2 separate regions of the Gossypium hirsutum genome follow, and region 1 is linked to region 2. Evidence: chromatin contacts called from public Hi-C data. All regions are on one chromosome and are shown on one strand. The core of a region is the stretch at or near the end of the contact, and the rest is flanking DNA. Distances in the headings are between cores, read along the strand shown. Region 1 holds the start of LOC107887250 (GATA transcription factor 21). Region 2 holds the start of LOC107887251.

Region 1 (3,010 bases), core at 125-2,624, 150 kb after region 2:
CCTTGGGATTGGGAACTGAGTTTGCACTTTTTGTTCTTTAACTTTGCAACACAACCATTACTTGATCTCTTGGCCTTGTTTTGAACCTTATTCTTCATGCTTGTCGTTGTCTCAGTTGCAACAATAGTTCCATTGGACGCTGTTGCCGCTGCCGCTGCAGCCATTGCTCGTCTCGCTTTTCTTTGTCGAATTCCGCAGGCGTTGCAAAGAGACTGCAGTGCGACCAAAAGGTGAAAAACAGAAAAAAAAAAAAAGTCAATTAATTATCTCAAAAGTTATGTAGCAATTGTATAGGGTATTGATTAGAAACGAGTGGAAATTCAACTATACCTTGGGACCTCTAGGGCCACTCCTCCAAAGAGGAGTCTTAGTTGTGTTGCAATCAGCACAAACCCTACTTGGATTGTTGTTGATATCATTATTGTAGGAAGAGTTGCAGCTGTTATCTGGAGATGGTGAGGGCTGATTCTGAAGCTTCTGGTCTTCGATTTTCGGCGAAGAGCTTTTCGATAAATCGGTGTGATGGGAACTCATCATCTTCCTCAAAATCCTCAGCTTTGAAGGCATCCACTTAGTAGAACTGTCCTCATGGTGATGATCACTTTCGACCCTTTCTTCTTTTTTCCATAATGATAACTTGAGTCCGCAGTCACTGTTCTCCAATGCCCCTTCTTTTGAAACATATATCTTAGCCTAAACAAAATGATCATATCATAACCCTAAGTGATCATCACATTAAATTTTAATAAAATAAAAGAGTGAAGTGGTAATTATAATATCACCTGATCTTGAAACTCCTGGGGTTCCCTTTGACAAGAACCTGCTCCTAGGTGATGAACAGTTGAGGAAGAAGAAGAGGAAGAAGGTTGAGATTTAAAGGTAAAAAGGTAGTGGTGTTGGTGTTGATCATCTTCGTTAAGGTTAAAAGGAAAAGGATAAAGGGATGAATAGCAATTACTAGAAGACATTAGGGAGAGAGATCAGGTGATGAACAGCAATGATATGTTGTTGGTGTTGTCCAGTAAAGGTGGAGGATCGAAAAAAAAAAGGCAAAGAAAAAAAGGTGGGGTATTATGCTATTGAAGGGTAAACCAGTTTAGAGAGAGAGGGAGAGCAAAGAAATAACAGGTTCACGTGATTTGATATATATGAGAGACCTGAACCAACATGTTTAAAAAAGACAAAAAGGAAATAAAAGGAGAAGTATGGAATGCTATGCTACTGCTCCATCCTATTCAGAAATATTTAAAGGAATAATAATAAATTTAAAAAAACCCTATCTGCAGGAATTTTTTACTCACCTTTTGATGTCATTTCGAAAGAACAGAAAAGATAGACTTCTTTCAATATTTCATGATAGCCACACAAATTATTCATATAATATTTCATTAATTTAAACATATAAAACAAAAATTGATCCCAATTGTGATCTTCTCACATATTGTGACCTTCATGTTAGTTAGTACTATATACAATATATATAATTTATTGACCCAAAAAATCTGATCATCTTCACACAATTTCTAATCTTAATTACAAGTATTATAATAACACAATATAATTTAATTTCTCTATGAATCTTTATTAAACTGTAAATTAGCATTATGGTGAACCATAGGATTAAATTGGTTAAACCTTTTTCTTTTCTAGTATATACCTAGAATTTGCTAGTAAGATGACAGATATGGTGACGCATGATACAGTCAGAGAATACAAAGAGCATTATATCTTCAGATATATATAATTCTATATGAGGGAATATTTTATATAAGGAAAATTGGAGCATGCGGTGCATACATAAATATGAGTACTAGAAGAGAAGGGCTACAGTTTTCATGAGAAAGACATATATGTATACATGTGATATATCTCCATTCTTCACTACCTTAGTCTTGCCAAAAAACATTCAATGCATTGTTCAGGCAAGAGACAAATGCAGCACCCCACAACTTTGCCAATTGCCATAATCATGAATCTTAGAATTAATACATGTTGTTTCACCACTGACGATATCATGCTCCTTATATAATTTCATTTTTACATATAACTATACATACACATTTCCCTTTCACCTAGGAAACGTTTAGATATATATTAGAAGGCAGGCAGCTGACCATATATCATTTGTATATCATTTGTTAAAATTGAGAAAAAGAAAACAAAATATTTAGGCTAGTTAAGCAACAAAGATAGTTCTATCTTTGAAATATTTAGAGTTGTTGAGATATATTTGAGGAAGTGCCCACTTCTTTTATTACTGCAACAATTAGCAATTTGTCATATTAGAAGATTGATAATTTATTGAACCATATCTTTAAGTTGAGCTAAGATTGTGGATTATATTTAGCTCATCAATGAAGATCATATTACTTGGAGGAAACCTATTTGAAGAATTAGATCGGATCAAGTCTATTTAATCCATTGCATTGAGGAAGTTGGATTGGATCAAACTACATCTATGTTACCTTTATTATTATTATTATTATTATTAAGCTATTTTAGCTACATTTTAGAAAGGACTGTGATTGATCTACATTATGTTAGCAGGTCTCGAAAACACTATATGATTAAGAGACATGTATAGGTTGATGTACTTTTATTGAAAGCGCTTAATCTACTCAAGTGAGGAACATTATCTTGTAAGAGTGGATTTGATTGTAAAACCTATGTGTTGTGGTTTTACAAGTTAAGTTCTCAGAGGGAGAATTTAGTAGTGAAAGTTCTAATTAATCTTCAAAGGTACAACAGTAAGGAAATTTTCACTAAGGTGTGATAAGTTTAAAACAACTGGTTATAAGTGTCTGAAGATAGTGAATACTTCTCATTGAGCTAGGCTTTACAGATGTAAAAAAATGTAATTGAGTAAACAAACTTTGTTTTCCCCTATTTACTTTGTATTTTCGCAGTGCTTGCAAAATGCCAACTTCCCCTGTTACGTTTATTAATACTAAACTTGTTGCTTAGCAACTGTTTTAGGTCAACATTTTATATACTTGTTAAGGCCAATTTT
Region 2 (2,905 bases), core at 224-2,723:
TTATGCTTCTCTGGTTCTGAAGGAACTGAATCCTGGTGAAACATACAACTCAGTTAGATGGACATCTCTGTCATTCTAAATATCCATATGAAATGAACATTAAGAAAACTTGAGGCTTTTGTCAGTGAAGAGAAAAAGGGTTTTTAGTGTAATGCTAAGTAACCCTTAACTGTGCTCTTTTGCTTCTGAATAGAATAACTTCTGTCTCTGTTGTCGATATCAAATTTGGCATCCTTGGGGTTGTTTAAGGGGACAGACAGTTGACTGGCTTCACTATAACTAACAGAAGCATTTTTGGGACTTCCATGACCACTATTGCAAAGCTCTTCATGTTTCTTCTTCAGTGCAGATTCCCTCTGAAAATGATCTTAGAAATATATAACTTAGTAGCGCCACGGAAAGGAATAAGGTTTATCAGGATACCATAGGCATGCATTTTATCAAACAGCTTAATGCAGTGCATCCCATATTCTGGCTGATGGTTTAATGCACACATAAAAGGAATCTTGTATGATCAGTCATTTATTGCATCAAAAGCAAAGCAAGGGAAAAAGAATACCATTATCCGAATTTGCTGGCGCTCTTCTTCATTGAGGAAAAACTGCAACTTCATATGAGCATGCCCACCTCCTTCAAGGGGAAATATGTCATCCCAAACACCTTTCTCAACCACCAATCTGGTTTCAAGTCCTGCCCCATGCCATATCTTTTTCACTCAGACTAACTCTTAATATTCTAAATGCTTATGGAAAATGAAAAGGCACAAACCTGTATGAGAAATCTCGTTTCCCTCTGCATCTTGTATTGTTATAATCAAGTTGTCACGAAGGGTTGTCAATGGACTGTGCAATAGCAAAACATGTTGGAATTCAATAGCAAAATTCACAACTTTAAAACACAGCAAAATCAAAGGATGTCAAAACAATGTTTAGAGTCATTACAATGAGAATTCCCCTTTGTCCCAAGTCTGGTACTCTATTTTTCCCTTGGAAACTGCGTTATGAAGATGAACTCACTGGTAAAATTTTCTTCTCACAGTGTATAGAATATAGCCATTCAAGATAAGAAAATTTGGACAAGAAAATGTTGATTGGTTTACCTTTTATTGATACTTTTGATGATGATGATGATGATAATGATGATGAATGGAGACCCTTGAAATCCAGAACTGAAATGAATTCAATGAGGGAAGTCTTGAAAAAGGAGTATGAACTTCAACTACCATATTGGAATTACAGTTAAGACAAAACTTGATACCTGAAACTTGGATGGTTCCTGGCATTTGAGAGAAATCTTTTCTGTGAGACTAGAAAAGCAGAGATGATGATGATAAGAGAGATTAACCAGTGACTAAAACTAGCATTATCATGCCAAATTTGATAATTTGAAAGGATGGCTTAAAAGGAAAACATTGTTTATCAGGAAGAGGACGTTTTCTGGATATGAATGTGTATAACATATGTATGCTCAATTTTTTTCAAAAGAAATTCATATTGAAAAAAAATACATATGTGGCTGGACTTGAAGGAAAGGTTACATAAAGGACCCCACTACTTCAAAATTATTTATGGCTCATCTATAAAGCAGGGAAATGGGGGCAGTCGATCTCTATCCTTTGTCTCACATAAAGCCAATCGGTCCAGTTGCTTGCTGGCCCTTATTACCCTCTATCAAGGCAACTAACATAGCAGGAGCAATAAGTAACCATCTCTCTCTCTATATTTTGGGGAAAAAAGGGAATATGGGTTTAGATTAGACAAACCCATAGAGATTGCATGAATAAATTGCTTGAAAACAGCCTTATCTTCAAATCTTTTCTTGATTTTCTTCAGGATCATTAGGTTTGAGTTTTCCATTCTCTGCTGATATTCAGGAATGGAGTCCAAAACCTTCAAAGATAGTGCAACAACTGGAAAAGATTGGTGGTTTGTCATTACCTCATGGAGTTGTCTCTGGAGCAAAAGATAAATCTTCTTTTGTTTCACTCTGTTTGTTATCCGCATTGCTTCAACCCTTCTTCCTTCCTTGCCTTTGCAAACATATATGCTGCAACAGGAAGAAAGAAGGTCAGACAATCTATGTTACTGGGACCTAAATGTAAGTGTCACATACACATGTATGTTCTATTTTTTTAAAGCTTTTGATAGTACTTGGAATGTATTGTGAGTTAAAAATAAACATTTCAATAAAAATGAAGGATTAGAATAACATAACTACTCGAAAATCAAGCAAAGCAAAGAGGGAAATGAATAATCTCTTTGTTGAGAATGACTTCTAAAAGTTTAAATAATAAACAATTCATTCAAAATTATTAACAGCAAATTTTGAGAATAAAAAGGAAAGACGAAAAAGTTTTGGACGTAAGACATGAAGAACTGAAAGAAAATTAAATTAAACATATTTGACGAGAAGAACACAATTTTCATATCATATAAGTTTTGTGTTAATTACATATAGCTAAATTGTAAACTTAATTGTGGTTATTATTATTATTATTTTATAAAGATGAAATTATCACCCTTATCATTTAAATTTTTAACTAGTATAATTTTATCAATAGAAATTTTTTCTATGAAAATTGTTGGTGGGTTAGAAATTAATTTATCGTTAAAAGATATTCAAAGTAATAATATAGACATTAAAAAGACAAGACCAATCGAAAAACAAAGTACAATGTGATATTATATTTGGTAAAAATTAAAATTAAAAAACTATCTTTTATTATTAAAAATAAATGAAGTTTTCATTGTCAAGAATAAGGGATATTTGAAAACAACATATCTCACATTATTAAATGTGGATTTGGATTTGGATGGACGGTGCGTTTTCTTGCGGTTAGTATAAAAATAACAATGACAGTGAAATTAGATACTGTAACGATACTGTAACGTAAGACAAGAAGTAA

The links. Hi-C and Micro-C count contacts between places; a contact is called where the count stands out from the background.
Region 1: a contact with region 2 is called in a Hi-C map of leaf, with 2.7 times the contacts expected there. The contact joins the promoter of LOC107887250 here to the promoter of LOC107887251 in region 2. A contact is called at or near these places in 7 of 34 Hi-C or Micro-C datasets (callus, hypocotyl and leaf).

Annotation. Positions count from the first base shown.
Region 1 is chrA06:18,104,907-18,107,916 of Gossypium_hirsutum_v2.1, forward strand. It overlaps LOC107887250 (GATA transcription factor 21), which reads right to left and starts at 1,375. Exons shown (of 3, transcript XM_016811439.2): 1 at 783-1,375; 2 at 331-693; 3 at 1-212. The coding sequence starts at 968.
Region 2 is chrA06:17,950,083-17,952,987 of Gossypium_hirsutum_v2.1, forward strand. LOC107887251 reads right to left here and starts at 1,474. Exons shown (of 13, transcript XM_016811440.2): 1 at 1,258-1,474; 2 at 1,100-1,168; 3 at 942-993; 4 at 769-842; 5 at 560-690; 6 at 171-356; 7 at 1-32. The coding sequence starts at 1,282. It overlaps LOC121230446, which reads left to right and starts at 1,592. Exons shown (of 2, transcript XM_041115273.1): 1 at 1,592-1,700; 2 at 1,833-2,208. The coding sequence starts at 1,592. The coding sequence ends at 2,095.